3 separate regions of the Mus musculus genome follow, and regions 2 and 3 are each linked to region 1. The links are chromatin contacts, called in public Hi-C maps. All regions are on one chromosome and are shown on one strand. The core of a region is the stretch at or near the end of the contact, and the rest is flanking DNA. Distances in the headings are between cores, read along the strand shown.

Evidence for each region. Hi-C and Micro-C count contacts between places; a contact is called where the count stands out from the background.
Region 2: a contact with region 1 is called in a Hi-C map of bone marrow-derived macrophages, with 16 read pairs. The contact joins two enhancer-like sites. A contact is called at or near these places in 1 of 15 datasets of contacts at CTCF or cohesin (the NIH/3T3 cell line), 2 of 484 Hi-C or Micro-C datasets (bone marrow-derived macrophages and nephron progenitors) and 2 of 9 other capture datasets (adipose tissue and embryonic trunk).
Region 3: a Hi-C map of bone marrow-derived macrophages shows a contact between it and region 1, with 26 read pairs. The contact joins two enhancer-like sites. A contact is called at or near these places in 2 of 15 datasets of contacts at CTCF or cohesin (the NIH/3T3 cell line and large pre-B cells), 4 of 484 Hi-C or Micro-C datasets (the HPC-7 cell line, bone marrow-derived macrophages, embryonic stem cells and 1 more), 1 of 115 datasets of contacts at active chromatin or transcription factors (embryonic stem cells) and 3 of 9 other capture datasets (adipose tissue, liver and macrophages).

Annotation. Positions count from the first base shown.
Region 1 is chr11:77,158,227-77,163,264 of GRCm38.p6, reverse strand. All of the region lies in intron 2 of Efcab5 (EF-hand calcium binding domain 5), which reads left to right. Among named protein-coding and RNA genes, the nearest start is that of Efcab5, 28 kb to the left of the region's middle. Within about 2 kb of position 2,749, at least 60 of the 459 cell types and tissues checked have an H3K27ac peak or open chromatin away from gene starts, as enhancers often do. A contact at or near this core is called in the HPC-7 cell line and bone marrow-derived macrophages, where this site is marked.
Region 2 is chr11:77,407,421-77,412,458 of GRCm38.p6, reverse strand. It overlaps Ssh2 (slingshot protein phosphatase 2), which reads right to left. Exons shown (of 15, transcript NM_177710.4): 5 at 4,212-4,333. Among named protein-coding and RNA genes, the nearest start is that of Coro6, 54 kb to the left of the region's middle. Within about 2 kb of position 2,363, at least 59 of the 459 cell types and tissues checked have an H3K27ac peak or open chromatin away from gene starts, as enhancers often do. A contact at or near this core is called in bone marrow-derived macrophages, where this site is marked.
Region 3 is chr11:77,315,505-77,320,542 of GRCm38.p6, reverse strand. The region is part of intron 1 of Ssh2 (slingshot protein phosphatase 2); the gene reads right to left. Among named protein-coding and RNA genes, the nearest start is that of Gm24989, 73 kb to the right of the region's middle. Within about 2 kb of position 1,907, at least 28 of the 459 cell types and tissues checked have an H3K27ac peak or open chromatin away from gene starts, as enhancers often do. A contact at or near this core is called in the HPC-7 cell line and bone marrow-derived macrophages, where this site is marked.

The sequences.
Region 1 (5,038 bases), core at 1,500-3,999:
TCTCATACACTTTTCCTCCACTGAAGGTGACAACCATGCAGTAGATAGAGTTTTTGTGTGAAGGATTTCTTACATCCTTTCTGGAATAGTTCTTGTCTAGATCATATACCAATGAGATACACTACTCAAAAACCCAGAGAACATTATTGGGTAGTTTGGAGGAGCCAGAAGAAATGACTCAGCCAGTCAGGAAGCCTGAAGACCTGAGGCTAACCCCAGGAACCCAGAAGATGGCAGGAAAGGACCTACTCTGAGAATGATTCTCTGCCCTCTAGACACTTGCATGCCTGAGGGGGAAAAGCTCAGAAAAGGGGAGGCCTTTTCTCTTTAACGTAATTATAGATATAACTTACATTTCTTTGCAAAAATTGATTCTCAGTGCTGCTTGCCTATTTGTCTTAGTAGTTTCTCTACAAATAAGCAATTTAGAAGATGCTCTTATGTTTAATTATAAAGTAATATGAATTTTAACCATATATGAAGTATATCTAACTAAGAAAGTAATATGGGCTTATTTTAGAACATCACAAACAAAAAGGTAAAGAGAAAAATGTTAAGTCTGTAATTCTATTACCAGCTTATATCCACTGTTAACACTGTGATATGTTTGTTCCTCAGATCATAATATCAAGTCACATTTTTACTCCTTTGGCTAGTTCAAACCTTTCTTGGTTTTAAATTCTTGCTTCTTTCTGTTCTTACTGGCCTTTTGGAAGGCCATTGGTGAGGCAAAAAGAAGCCCAAAAAAGTCAGCACCATGCAGGGGCTGAGGTCCTGTGGTCCCCAGGCAGCCTGCCACCTTCCTTTCAGCTTTCATGGTCAGGATTAAAGCTTTTTGTAAACCAGGGATCTAGAGGTTTTAGTTGCAAGTAAGTTAGAGAAACAGGGAAAAGCGCTCCTTCCCAGCCTGGTCCCTAAACCATCTTAATGGCAGTGTAATGCTTTGCTACGTGGTTATGTTTACTTAGTCATCTGTTTATTGACGGACAGTTACTGTCTCATACTCCTAATAAAACTATACAATACCTACATATAAATCTGTATTTACAGTTTAAAACTGTCTCTCATCCTCTCAATATATATGTTAAGTCCCTGACCCCTAAACTTTAGGGCCTAAAGTGGGTGTATTAAAAAAATATTCAGAGCTAGGAGTGAATTAGGACCAGTGCTTTATAACAAGTTCTCTCATTCTCTCTCTGTCTCTGTCTCTGTCTCTGTCTCTGTCTCTGTCTCTGTCTCTCTCTCTCTCTCTCTCTCTCTCTCTGGAAAAGGGGCACACACATGTGTGGTTGTGGGCATGTACACTATGGAAAGTCAATGTGAGGACAGAGCAAGAAGGTAGCCATCTGCAATCCAAGGAAGAGACATTATCTGACGTCAACTCTTTGAGCCTTCAATTCAGACAGTGCAGTCTCTAGAACTAGGAGGACATCCGTTCAGTAGCCAGAAATGTCTAGTCTAACTGTTACTCGAGCCTGACAGAGCACCAGTCATTTGTTTAGAATGGAGTCCCAGAAGTGGAACTGGCTAGGTCAAAGAAAGAAGAGCTGAAAGTTTTGGGTGCCAGCTGTCACGTTGTGCTGTTGATTGCTGTGATTTATTCTCCCACCAGCAATGCACAAGAGCTCTCCTCCTACTTGAGCCCAGTCAGTTAGCACTGCTAGGAATGAGAAACCTACAATTTGATTATTTTTCTTCTTTCAATGCTTGAGATTGCACATGCTGGGCAGTCACTGCCTCTGAGCTATGTTCCCTGAGCCTCACTTTTTTTTTTTTTAACAGAAGTTAAATATTTTCATGTTAAAATACTTTATTGTGTGACCTAGTCATTTGTATTTTTTTCTAATATGAACAAGCTATGTCAGCAACATGGGCACGTTGGGGTCTTTCCACATTTAATGTGTGATGCCATGAATTCAAAGACAATTCAATTTCTTTTACCTTAATTCACCAGATATCACTGTTTTCCCTTGGTAGACACAGTCATTGGCAATAGTAGATTCTTTTATTCCAATCTTAATTACTATTGCTAATAGTAGTTAAACAGTATTAACAGTTTTTAAGAGTATTAAAGTATAATGTTCTTTACATGAGAGAAAAAGGCGGAGACAGAGAGAGAGAGACAGAGAGAGAGACAGAGAGACAAAGAGACAGACAGAGAGGGACAGAGAGAGAGAGAGAAAGAGAGACAGAGACAGAGAGAGACAGAGACAGAGACAGAGACAGAGGGGGGGAAGCATTATAGGAGGCTTCAAATGGGTAAAGAGTCCACAGAGAGACCATACTGAAGGCAGCTGATTCAGACTCAAGGAACTGTCTTTGGAGAGGTCAGATAAGCTTTATGAACTGCAGGTGCAGAGTTGTCAAATGCTGCAGGGTGGGGGAAGGGAGGGCAGTTTTAGGGTCAGTTTGAACCAATCTGCTTGTCCCTAGCAGGAGAAACTTCACTTGAGCTGGAGCCCAGGTCACAGGTAAACACACTGCTGTGGCCATTTTACCGGATGGGAAAAATGACTTTAATAGTACCAAGGGGGGGGGGGGTTGCGTCATCCTTTCGTCTGGCGTATTTAATAAGTGCATAAGTCTGTGTTTCTGATATGGTTTTGATATCCCCATGCATCCGGGTGTTCCTGACTTAAACTTGAAGTTCCTAGGTTGTTATACTTTATTGTATAAAGAGGTTGCTTAGCAGGCTGTGCCTTGTGGTTTGTGCTACGGTTGTTCACTTGCACAAACAAGACATGAGTCATTCTACCTCAGCGTTTGTGCTGAAGACGGAAGAAGCTGCTCTTTTAAAAAATGGGATCACTTAGGACAAGCCCCAGCTTGAAACAAGTAGAAACAAATATGGACACGAGCCCAGTCTCCATATTTGTCCTACCTTTTGATGTTTACTTTAAGTTAGAACTATAAATGCTCGTTATGTATTGTTGGCATTGTGTATGATCGCCAAGTCTAAGTGCTTTTCAAATTTCCTCAACTTTTTTGTCTTTTATTATTATTATTTTGGGGGTTGTTTTGTTTTATTTGAGACAGGGGCTCTCTGTGTAGTCCTGAGTGTCCTGGAATGCACCCTGATGACCAGGCTGGCCTCAGAGATCTGCTTGCCCCTGCTTCCCAAATTCTGGGATTAAAAGTGTGTGCCACCATGACCATCTCAAGTTTCCTCAATTAAAAAAAAAAAAAAGCCGGGCATGGTGGCGAACACCTTTAATCCCAGCACTCAGGAGGCAGAGGCAGGCAGATTTCTGAGTTCGAGGCCAGCCTGGTCTACAAAGTGAGTTCCAGGACAGCCAGGGCTACACAAGAGAAACCCTGTCTCGGGAAAAAAAAAAAAAAAAAAGTAAAGCTAGTCTCCACCTTAGAAACATTTGTGTTAATTTTTGTGCAAACGAATCAAGAGGTCATTTAAAGGTGCTTCCTGTGGCTCCCGCGCTCACTCGGAGCTCTCAAGATCCACACGCTCGTCGCTCTCAGGTGTTTTTATTTTTAGGATGAGCTTGAAAATAATTTTAACAAGTAACATAAAGAATACAACTTGGTTTTCCTTCTAAAACGATAGCCAAATATACAGCTCCTTATGGAACAAACTTTTCTGTTACAAGTAGCCAATTTTCCAAATGAGAAAAAAAAAATCGGAATCATGGTTTGTCTCCAGAGGAAAAGGAAACATTTTACAGAATTTGATAGAAATGTTTAGCACCCACATAAATTCACGTTTTCCAGAAACAGGAGTGTTCTCTGACATGAAATCCCTGAGAGTATGTGGTTTTTAATACATCACCTAGTCCTCCTTTACTATGAGACAAGTAAAAGCAGGAGGACAGCACAGTAAGAACAACAACAATAACAACAAGTCTTTTCTATTTTTACAAACTTGGCTAGAAATAGACATGACAATTTGGAAATAAAAATTTCTAATCACTCCCAGAATTACTAGAGAATCAAATGAATAAGGATTTGGGTGGAGGCAGTAAGACAGTGTGTGTGTGTGTGTGTGTGTGTGTGTGTGTGTGTGTGTGTGTGTGTGATGGTCTGGTAGTAACAACTACCTTCTCATCTCTTTAGCTCTTTGGAGATGAAATTTAACCTTACAAACTGAAATGACTAGTTAATTCTTGTTCACTGGAGACTGAATTTATTCTAAGGCCCCTATTTTACCATTGCCAAAGTAGCATTATTGGAATTTTAAAAATAATATTTAGGGCTGGTGAGATGGCTCAGTGGGTAAGAGCACTGACTGCTCTTCCGAAGGTCCGGAGTTCAAATCCCAGCAACCACATGGTGGCTCATAACCATCTGTAACAAGATCTGACTCCCTCTTCTGGAGTGTCTGAAGACAGCTACAGTGTACTTACATATAATAAATAAATAAATAAATCTTTAAAAAAATAATATTTATTATTTTTTATGTATGAATGTTTGTCTGCTTGTATGTGTGTCTGATGCCCTAGAGGCCAGAAGAGGGTGACAGATCCTATGAAACGAGAGTCACAGAAGGCTGTGAGGTGCCATGTGGGAGCTAAGAACGGAAACCCAGCCCTCTGCAAGAGAACAAGTGCTCAGAGCCACCAAGGTTTCCGCCAAATCCTCAAAAAAATTTTGAAAACACTATCATCAAAAAAATATTGTAAATATGACCCCTACTTACTTGAGAGGGAGAGGGTAAGAATTTAACAATGTCCTCTTAAATGTAGCCTCTCAGCTGAGCATGGTGGTGCATGCCTGCAATCTTGGTATTTGAGAAGCTGAGGCAGAAGAATTGTGAATTAGAGGCCAGTCTGGGCTATGGAGTAAGACCATGTATTTAAGGAAAAAAAAAAAAAGCCCAAACAACCAGTCTTTCTAATTTTAAGATGAATGATCTTTTTGCATTTTAAAAATAAGACACACTTGACACTCATTGTGTGCTTTTGATAAACCCCCTTTCTAATTCCCAAAATGTTTTAAAATCAGAACCTTGTCCATCTCAGGGGCTGTGACTTTTCATAGACAGGGTGGGGTGCTATATTTGTCTTATAAACAAATCACCTAATAT
Region 2 (5,038 bases), core at 1,114-3,613, 250 kb before region 1:
CTTAACAAATTCAGAAAAAGTGAAACAATGCCATGTATCCTATTTAAGCATAATAAAATAAGATTTAAAGTAGGTAACCAATAGATCTTTAGTAAATATACAAACTCATGAAGATTAATTAACTCATTACTAAATGGCCAAAGATTTAAAATCTTTAAAGTGAAAAAACATGTTAATTCATTAGAAAATTAACATCAAATATTAACTTAGAATAGGTGTTCTAATGCATCTGAAAGAGATGTAGGGTGTCAGGCAGCAAGACACAAGCAGTTTAAAAGCATCAGTGATACCAAATGAAAACTGTTGAAGGTGCTGCCTGAGTTCAAGGATATCCTGGGCTTCACAGTGAGAACTTCTCTCAAAGGAAAACATCTGGGGAGCAACAAACAAATACCAGACCACAAAGCTCTGCTATTTTATAACCTGAGGCATATGCACTGTATTTTGAAAAACAACTTTAAATTGTATTAATAGGAAATTTTGTCACTTAAAACTACAATACGCTTCTCAAAATAAGCTAAATAAATTGGCTACAACATCACTACTTGTATTTATCAATCTATCTTCTACTTTGACTTAATGGTGTTTTGAAACATATTTTCATATTCTGGCATATAAAATAATATAACAAATTCCTTTAAGAGTATCTGAGCACTAGCATTCTGAAACCAACAGCACTTCTTTTACTGTAAAACAGGCTTGCTCAACAGAAGACATAACAGGATTTTATATCTTTAGCTCTTCATGTCCCAGTTTGTTTTCTAGACACTAAAATTTTGTTAATGGAATGGCATCTTTTAGGTATGATGCAGGCAGGATCATTAGAACAAACTGATGTGGTTTGCTGAGGATAAATTACCAGTTACCCATGGAAAGTGTCTGCCCTGGTATCTGATGGCTAACACTCCAGAGTGAGAGTCAGAGTTACTGCCTCCAGCCTCAGGGGGAAGCCTCAGCAGTTTCCATGCACCAAAAGTTCCTGTTCTACAGGGTTTCCAACTGAGGAGTCAAGGGGAACTGAACAAAGGAAATACAGCCACAGCAATTCTGTTTAACTGTACCATACTGTTCTACAGGGGAGCTGTTAATCACACATGACTAAGAAAGTAAATGAAATTTGACTAGTTATGATGAGAATTTATTTTTTTTACATATCATTTTAGTCTTTACTTATTTAAATAGCCAGGTGTCAAATGGCAAAAATACTTGACAATATAGGTCCACATAGGTAAAAATCCAAACCAGAGGTTAGAAACTTCCATTGAATGTGGAAAGGTAGGTATTTTCCCTACTTCCTCGTCCTTGAGATAGTCTTATATATAAGACTGGATGTCCTGAACTTACTACGTAGACCAGGCTGGCCTCACCTTCTTGGCAATTCTCCTGCCTCTGCCTCTGGAATGATGGGATTACTGGAGCATGCCACCATTCTCAAAAAATGAGTATTTCCTTACTAAAAGGGCTGTTACTTATGAAAAACACTAGAAGCTACTGCAAGAGAAAGCTTCCTAAAAGTGGTTGCCAAGCCTCTGTAAAGTCAGAGCATATAATTAAATGCTGTAACTGGTATACATGTTCACAACACATTTCCCAAGCTGACTTTTGTCTTTTCCCCTCCTAACTTGTCATTCCTGGGAAAAGGGCAAGGAAGCTCAACTAAAGGACGATGCTCTTGATTGGACGGCCTGTCAGCTTGTCTATGGGGCATTTTCTTTTGATTGCTAATTGATGGAGGAGGCAGCTTATGGTGGGCAGTGCCATCCCTAGGCAAGTGGGCCTGAGCTGTATAAGAACTACCTTATTTATACATGTGAGCCTGGGAGCAAGCCCGTCAGCATCCTCCGCTTTAATCCCTGACTCGAGGTTCCTGCCCTGGCTCCCCATGATGTTGGTCTATAACCTGTGAGCTGAACTCTTTCCTCCCAAACTTGAAAAAAATTTTTAATTTTATTTTGTGTACATGGGGTAGCATGCTGGAGGCTAGAAGAAGACAACTTGAGTTGGTTTGTTCCACTATGTGGGTGCTGGGGAACTGAACCCAGGTTGTTGGGGTTGACAGCAGGCTCACATACCCACTTAGCTATCTCACCAAGTTCATTTTGGTCAGTGTTTTATTGCAGTAACACAGAGCAAAGCAAGACTACTTCTATGTACAAACTAGAGTAAACCAAGATTTTGGAAGATACTTTCTAGAGATACTAGGATTTCCCTGCCCCCAACTCCAAATCGGAAGGACAATCATTGTCATCTATACCCCTTCCTCCAAACCCAGGGCTTTGTGCGTGCATGTGCATGTGTGTACGAGTGTGTATAAATTTCCCTAGGCCTGGGCCACGCCCCTCGCTATTGCACAATTCCATTTTAGTCCTAAACCAGGAAGTCATGGTTTGAGACATCTGGCAGGATTTCCTGAGGCTTATTATCTCAGAGTGTAAAGATCTGCTTAGCAGCCACATTCCACAGGCTTCTCAAAGGTTCTTCAGAAACAGTAGGGAAATACAACAGAAAACCCTAATGCCTTAAGGATATAGACCCAGCTCCTTCCAATAATAACCACAATGATCTGGAGTCGGTCTGAGATATCTTTAATTACAGGAAGCAAGGTACATGTGAGTTTTGAACCCAAGACCAGTGGTATATTACCAAGAAAGGCGTGAGCCCTTGGATTATCAAAGTAGAGCATTACTGATGGAAAGACTAGATTGGCAGGAGAAAAAAACATTACCCCAGAGCTATGTTTCCATTTGCTTAATTTTATCATTAGTACCCAACAATAAGAGAAAAGTAAAGAATAAGAGTAAATTAGAAATAGTCAAAGATTTTTACCAAGTGTCACTGCCTCTGAAGATCATGGTCAAAACTTATTTCCTAGTTTTATGCCTTGATTTTTGTGTCTATGTGTGTGTACATGTGTTCATATTTTTATGGGGTACATTTGGAGGCCAGAGGTCATCTTGGGTGTCTTTCTCAATTGCTCGTCACCTTAGAGACAGGTTCTCACAGATTTGGCTAGGCGAGCTCCTTGGCTGCTCACAGAAAGTCCAGGGATTACCCTGGCTCCACTTCATTTGTTGTTGTTGTTGTTGTTTGTTGTTTGTTTTTTTTGTTTTTTGTTTTTTTTTTTTTGAGACAGGGTTTCTCTGTACAGCCCTGGGTGTCCTGGAACTCACTCTGTAGACCAGGGTGGCCTCGAACTCAGAAATCTGCCTGCCTCTGCCTCCCAAGTGCTGGGATTAAAGGCGTGCACCACCACTGCCTGGCGTGTCTCCACTTCCTTACCCCTGGGATTATAGGCTCACACTGCTGTACCTAGATTTTCCACCAACGCTAGGAACTGAACTCAGGTACTTGATCTTACATAGCAAACACTTTACCCTGAGCCATCTCCTCAGGTTGTCATGAATTGTTTTTTAACTTAAAAATTTCATTACCATGTATTCACTGTAGATAATGGGCTTCACTGTGATACCTTCATACATCTATGTTAACCATTTTCATAAACATGTACATGTGGTGGTTTGGATGAGTATGACACTCTCAGGCTTCTGAGATGACGATACTTGTGTCACTACTTGAGGAGAATTAGGATGTGTGCCCTTGTTGGAGTAGATGTGGTCTTGTTGGAGGAAGTGTTTTACTGGGTGGCCTTTAAGGTTTCAAGAGCTCAAACCAGGCCCAATGGCTCTCTCTTCCTGCTGCCTGTGGATCTGGATGTAGAATTCTTTGCTTCTTCTCTAGTACCATGTCTGCCTGCATGCTGACATGTTCCCTGCCATGATATGATAATAATGGACTAAACCTTTGAAATTGTAGGCAAGCTTCAATAAATGCTTTTATTTTTTTAAAATAAATGTTGTGGTCATGTTGTTTATTTATGGCAACAGAATAGTGATCAAGACATATATCAAGAATACAAACTGGGTTTAGTGGCTCACACCTTGAGTCCCAGCACTTGGGAGGCAGAGGTGGGCTGATTTCTGAGTTCAAGGTCAGCCTGGTCTACATCAGAGAGATCTTGTCTCAAAAAGATAAAACACAAACGCACAAACCTCATCCTCTTACCTTCTAGCCCTACTTTATCTTGAATTTTAAAAGCTTAATTATACAAGACACTTTTGCAATAGCTTTAATAACTGTAACAGGTTATTTTAAAAGTAGTTCTCTTAAAAAGTAGTTTTCATGCCCCTTCCCCATTTTTTATGGTATCATACCTGTCATTAGAAGAAAAATCCATTCCCAGGACAATGCTTTCTTCAGTGTCTTGTCTACCATTAGTTGAAACCACGACCATATAGCGTGTTCGGTTTTGGTAAGTACTTTCCAGTCTTACAGCCTGAGGTTAACAGATAACAAAGAAACAAAAAAATTAGAGAAATTTTAAATCATTTAACCCTTTTTTCCCCCCTTTAAGCCAGCATCTCATAGCATGCCACCAAGGCAAGAGAGTCAAAAGTTGGGAGACCTAAATTCAAATTTCAACCCATATAGTAAACTATAAAATCTTTGATGTAATACTAAACTAACTAGAGAGAGATAAAATAATACCTGTTATGTTGTTTCTAAGAATCTGGACATACAAACCAAACTTAAGACAGGCCTCATACCCAGCAGGAGAAGGCCAACACAAAATGAACTCAATGGTGTTTCTTTGGAGACTTTTTTTGAGGGGGTCTCAATATTGCTTTGTTGATTTTGTTTTGTTTTGTTTTGTTTTGTTTTGTTTTGTTTTCAGAGACAGGGTTTCTCTGTGTAGCCCTGGCTGTCCTGGAACTCACTCTGTAGACCAGGCTGGCCTCGACCTCAGAAATCTGCCTGCCTCTGCTTCCCAAGTGTTGGGATTAAAGGAGTGCACCACCACTGCCCAGCGTTGGTTTGTCTTTTAACCTTACTTTTGCTTGTGTATTACGGTTTCTGATTTTGTGTTATCACAGATTTGTGTGTGTATGTGTCTGTGTTTCTTGTGTATTTTCATTGTTGTTTCGTTTTGTTTATTTTGGCTTGTTTTAAAGAAAGAAAGAGGGTATAGAGATGAGAGAGA
Region 3 (5,038 bases), core at 658-3,157, 160 kb before region 1:
GCATCGGCTCCTGCTTTCTGACCTGCTTGAGTTCCAGTCCTGACTTCCTTGGTGATGAACAGCAGTATGGAAGTGTAAGCTGAATAAACCCTTTCCTCCCCAACTTGCTTCTTGGTCATGATGTTTGTGCAGGAATAGAAACCCTGACTAAGACAGGTGAGCTAGTTGAGAGTGTACCCAGCCAAGGCCTAAGGCTTTGAAATATTAAAAGGTCTCTGTGTGGTTATTTGGGAAAAAACTGGTTAGGGAATAATTTCCACTGTAGTAATTTCCACCACTAATCAATATATACAGAATATAATAATCATTTAATCTTCACACCAGTCTTCAAAGCTTGTTTCTTGTGTGTGTGTGTGTGTGTGTGTGTGTGTGTGTGTGTTTCAAGACAGGGTTTCTCTGTGTAGCCCTGGCTGTCCTGGAACTCACTCTGTAGACCAGGCTGGCCTCGAACTCAGAAATCCGCCTGCCTCTGCCTCCCAAGTGCTGGGATTAAAGGTGTTACCACCACCACTGCCCAGCTCAAAGTTGGTTTCAAATGCCAGACATTAATGCTATTTCTTCTATCACCTGGAAATATCTGTTTCCCTCCAATTCTATCTTTACTCTAGCACCATCCAGTTCTGTTTCTAGGTTATGAGTGGGTTCTTCATTTATCTTTCACCATTAAACTGTAAGGTTTTTTTTTGTTTGTTTGATTTGTTTTGTTTTGTTTTAGTTCAAGAACCATGCCTAATCCCACCTGTCATCACAGTGCCCTAGGTACAAGATGGGACTAGAGGAAGAGGCAAAATCAAGTGGCTGTAGTGATTAACTAGTGAGATTTCTTATAGGCAAACACTTAAAACCAACTGGTTATACATTTCCAGCAAGTATGGACTATGTATTTGCAACCTGTTAGCTTTAACAAGTTTGAAGAACTTTGTTGTGTTGCTTGTTTTTTCAGGAGGTGATTTGGGCCCTAAGGCTTTCCTTTTGGCTAAGCAAACAATTTACTTGTTTTTATTTCTGTATGCATACATTCAATATCAACTCACCAATGTCTTATTTTCTAGCCAGTAAATAAGACTGATCCTTATCCTTGGATATTTCACATTGTAACTCAAGGAGAAAGTTCTATTAAAAATGTTAATTGCCTCACTTGGACCAAAGCAAAGTTGGACAGTATAGCATAGAAGCATCAGAGGAAGAAATAACTCTAGGATTGGAAAGTGTTTTAGCTAAGTTAACTTTTACGTTGGGCTTGAACTAGAAAGTTTTGTCAAGTAGTAAAAGCAGACTTATTTCAGGCAGAGGCACAAAGAACCGAAAATGTTACAGGCTATCTGATCACACTGTGTATCTCAAGATTGTGTTATTTACTGAAGGAAAAAAAAAAAAAAAAGACCTGTTTCTAGTCATGATATGGCTCAGCATTAGCACACAACTTTAATTTGTCTGGCAGGAATACAGACTTACCCTGAATCCCAAACAATGAAGATAAATTTAGTTTGTAGAAAGAAGCACCCATGTTTGAAAGTGATATCTAATTGGTGGCAAACAAAGTGATGAATCAGAGAAATATTTGACAGAATAGGATCTGCCCAACTCTCAAAGGAGAGAGGAAAGGGAAGCTACTTAAGTGTGCAGTGCAGAGAGAGAGGAAGTAGAAAGGAGGCAGTTTTACCAGGACAGTTATAAAGAGAGGTTTCAGAGAGGGAACATGGTAGACACAGGTGAAGACAGAACAAACCAGAGAATAAGGAGCCAAAAGATCAGAATATACTGCCAAAGTTTGTATTATACAAAACAGAGCAATTTAGGAGAAGCTGAGAGAAGCCAGATTGAATCAATTAATGTAAAGCCAAGTTTTGAGCCAGGAACAGCTGAGTTGACTAGCCAGCCAGAGTTCAGAAAGACCTAGAAAGGGTGAGCTTATTTAGCAGTGACAACATTCTAGGCTTAGATAAGATTCTATAGAGGCTAGAGGCTTCTAGGACTAGGCCTAGGTTAGCAGAAAAAGGCAGTAAAAATAAGAGATGACAATTACTATAGGAGAATAAAAGTTACTTTTACAAGAATAAGTGGAAACAAGTTTCACATTTGAGGAGCATTGAGTAGTTGTGCATTGCTGGAACAAAGGTAGAATTGGGGGTTAAAGCTATCAAGTAGTCTTACTGTTATGGTTCCACAATGCTAGGTATCCTACCATGACAGCTCTATAGCCAGGAAACTGGATTATCCATTAACTAGATATGGTAGATATAATTTATCAGTTTTCTCTGCCCTTGGCAATAAACTAATAATGGGGGGGGGCTAGGGGGTGTCAGGAAAAAAATCAATAGTGGCCTTTTAAGAGGAAGTGTGCACTTTGGAACTAAAGATAGTGCTGTGCTTCTGGTCTGTGGAAGCAGGAGGATGTAAAGGCACTGTGACAACTCTACTGGTTGTCACCATGGCTGGATTTAAAGGTGTCTAGAACTGGTGAAAGGCATCTGAGTGAATGTGGAGATGTGTACAGAGAGGACTAACATGTGAGAGCAAGTAGGGAGTGGGGAGATCCACTCTTAAGTGTGGACGGTCCCTCCCAAATGGCATCCCAGTTGAAAAAGGAAGAAGCCAGAGGAAAGCAGCAAATGCTTGCCCCGGCTCATTTCTATTTGAATGATTCATCTATATTTGCTGCCATCTACTGACAACAAACTCCATTGTCTTCAGTCATTCCTTATAGACCAGTGGCTCTCCAGGGAGCTCTCAGGCTTTCTGCACTAGATTGGAACTGCTAACACGTCCCATCTACTGTTTTGAGAACTTGGTCCTGTGTGCTGTGTTGCACCAGAGAATATACGTCTATGAACATGCTTTGTGTGTGTGTGTGAATTCGGTTGGTTCTGTATCTCTAGAAAACTCTGCTTAATACAGGTACCATTCCTAGTGTTTGGATTACTTGTTAAGAGAAAGCTTAGCCTATTTCCTAGGAGCAAAGAAAATGGAGGTGAAACCAGTTGCATAGATTATTAATTGGTTTGTAACAAATGAATCCCAGGAGCACTTAGCTGGGTGTTCACTCAATACTTATTATTCACTCAGTGCTGTTGTACAGCGAATACATGAAGATCCAAGCAGCTTCAGTCTCACAACTGTTGTTTTGACCTGGATGGCTGTAAAACTGAAGGTACATTGCAGTGCCTAATGTGAGCTCTAATATGGCTTGGGCCCCCTCAAAGGAGAGTAGTTTCAGGGTTGGCTTCTTGCATAGCAGCCCAGGGCTCTAAAAGGATGCTAGGCTTGGAGCTGGCAATAGTGTAATGCCACTATGTTACACTCTCTTGATGCATTAAAGGACAACCCAGATTCCAGGAGAGGAACTAGATTCCTCTTCTGGGGAAGCAGCAGCAAAGAATCTGCAGTCATCTTCAAGCACCTCTTCCAATTCTGGTGACTAGCTAGCTGAACATGTGGGCACAAGGAACAGGACAGAACACCAAGAAAGAATGTTGATACTGGCTGGAATCAGGAGCCAGACCAAAAATTCAACCTATTCATACTTTATAAAAATATAACATCTAGTAAAGTAAAAATAAGTTAAAGTATGCAACAATTGCAAATGAAGTCAAAGTCATATCTTACTCCTATTATGACAGGATTAAAAGAAAACCTAAATAAAGCTTTCTTGCCTATCAGTTGAAGCAACAGGAAATTTTTGTGAGTTACCCGCTATTTATGAAGCATTTTGTTTTTTAGATTATTTGTGAGATCCAAGTGCAGGTCCTCATGAAGGCTAGAAGAATGTGTTAATGCTCTGCAGTTAACAGATGGTTGTGAGCTGCCAGATGTGGGAGTTGAGAATCAAACTCAGGTCTTCTGCAAAAGCAGTACTTACTCCTAACTGCTGAAATCTGTTTAGCCTAAATATTTTCCTTAAATTACTACAAAATATAAACTAGTACAACGCCTATGATCCTGGGAGACAGAGACAAGAGGATCCTAATTTTTAGACTAGCCTGTGATACAATAGAGTTCCAGCCCAGCCTAAGCTACATGGAGAGAACCTGTCTAAAAGGGGGTAAGTGGAGGGAGGCTGGGGACATACCAGTGATAGAATGCTTGTCTAATATGCCCAACACTGGAACTGTAAAACCAAAACAACTAAATCAGCTGCTTCCTCAAAGACTAAAGCTTGATTCAAATTTCATTAAAACAATTGCAATTCTGAAAAATAAAATGTCCTCAGTCAACAGCTTTTGAAGAGGCATAGTCCAGCTCAGAGGAAACTGAGTTGCTGTGGGGAGCTTTCGCTGGGTGTCTTCTATCTATAATCCTTATTCTGCATATATGTATACATATACATATATATAGTATTACCTATTTATAGTGCTTACTGTGCACTTGTAATATTATCTTTTCTACTGATAATCAGTTCCTCGGGTTTTTTAATTAAAAACTGTATTATTATGGAGGGCAACATGTGTGTCTATTGAGTATTGCTAAAATTCCTTCACTGGAGGAGACTGTTTATGTCTATATAGAGACAATATAAAAATATTATGCCTATATAAATATAGAGAACATAAAATACATATAGACAAGTTACCCCATCCTCCTGCAATCCCAAGCTGAGGCATTGCTCTACCAAAGTTCATCGGGGAACCAATGGTTTATTAAGCTTGCTTACAGCAATGGATGAGGGGCTGCCACACCCTCACCCATGACTCACCCACGGTTGTGTTGACAGAGACCCCTGGTCCTTTCCACCTGACAGTCCCTGAGACCTTGAGACTATTTAGGGCAGAATTGGATACAACTGGTTGGGAAAGGTGTCTGAATACTCAGGTGAGAGTCCCATGACCTTCCATGTTCCTCCTATGAGAGAATGTCAGAGGTCAACAAACACAGTTGTGATCTTTGCAAGTCAGTCGAACAGAACACGGGAAGATGGCAGCAAGTGTGTGGCTCAGATGCAACGCTGTGGCTTCCACAGACCTAACAGATGGTCAGGCTTGCCGAGCACATGTCTTAACCATTTCACAGCTCAGTTCCTTGGCTTTAAGATGCAACAAGT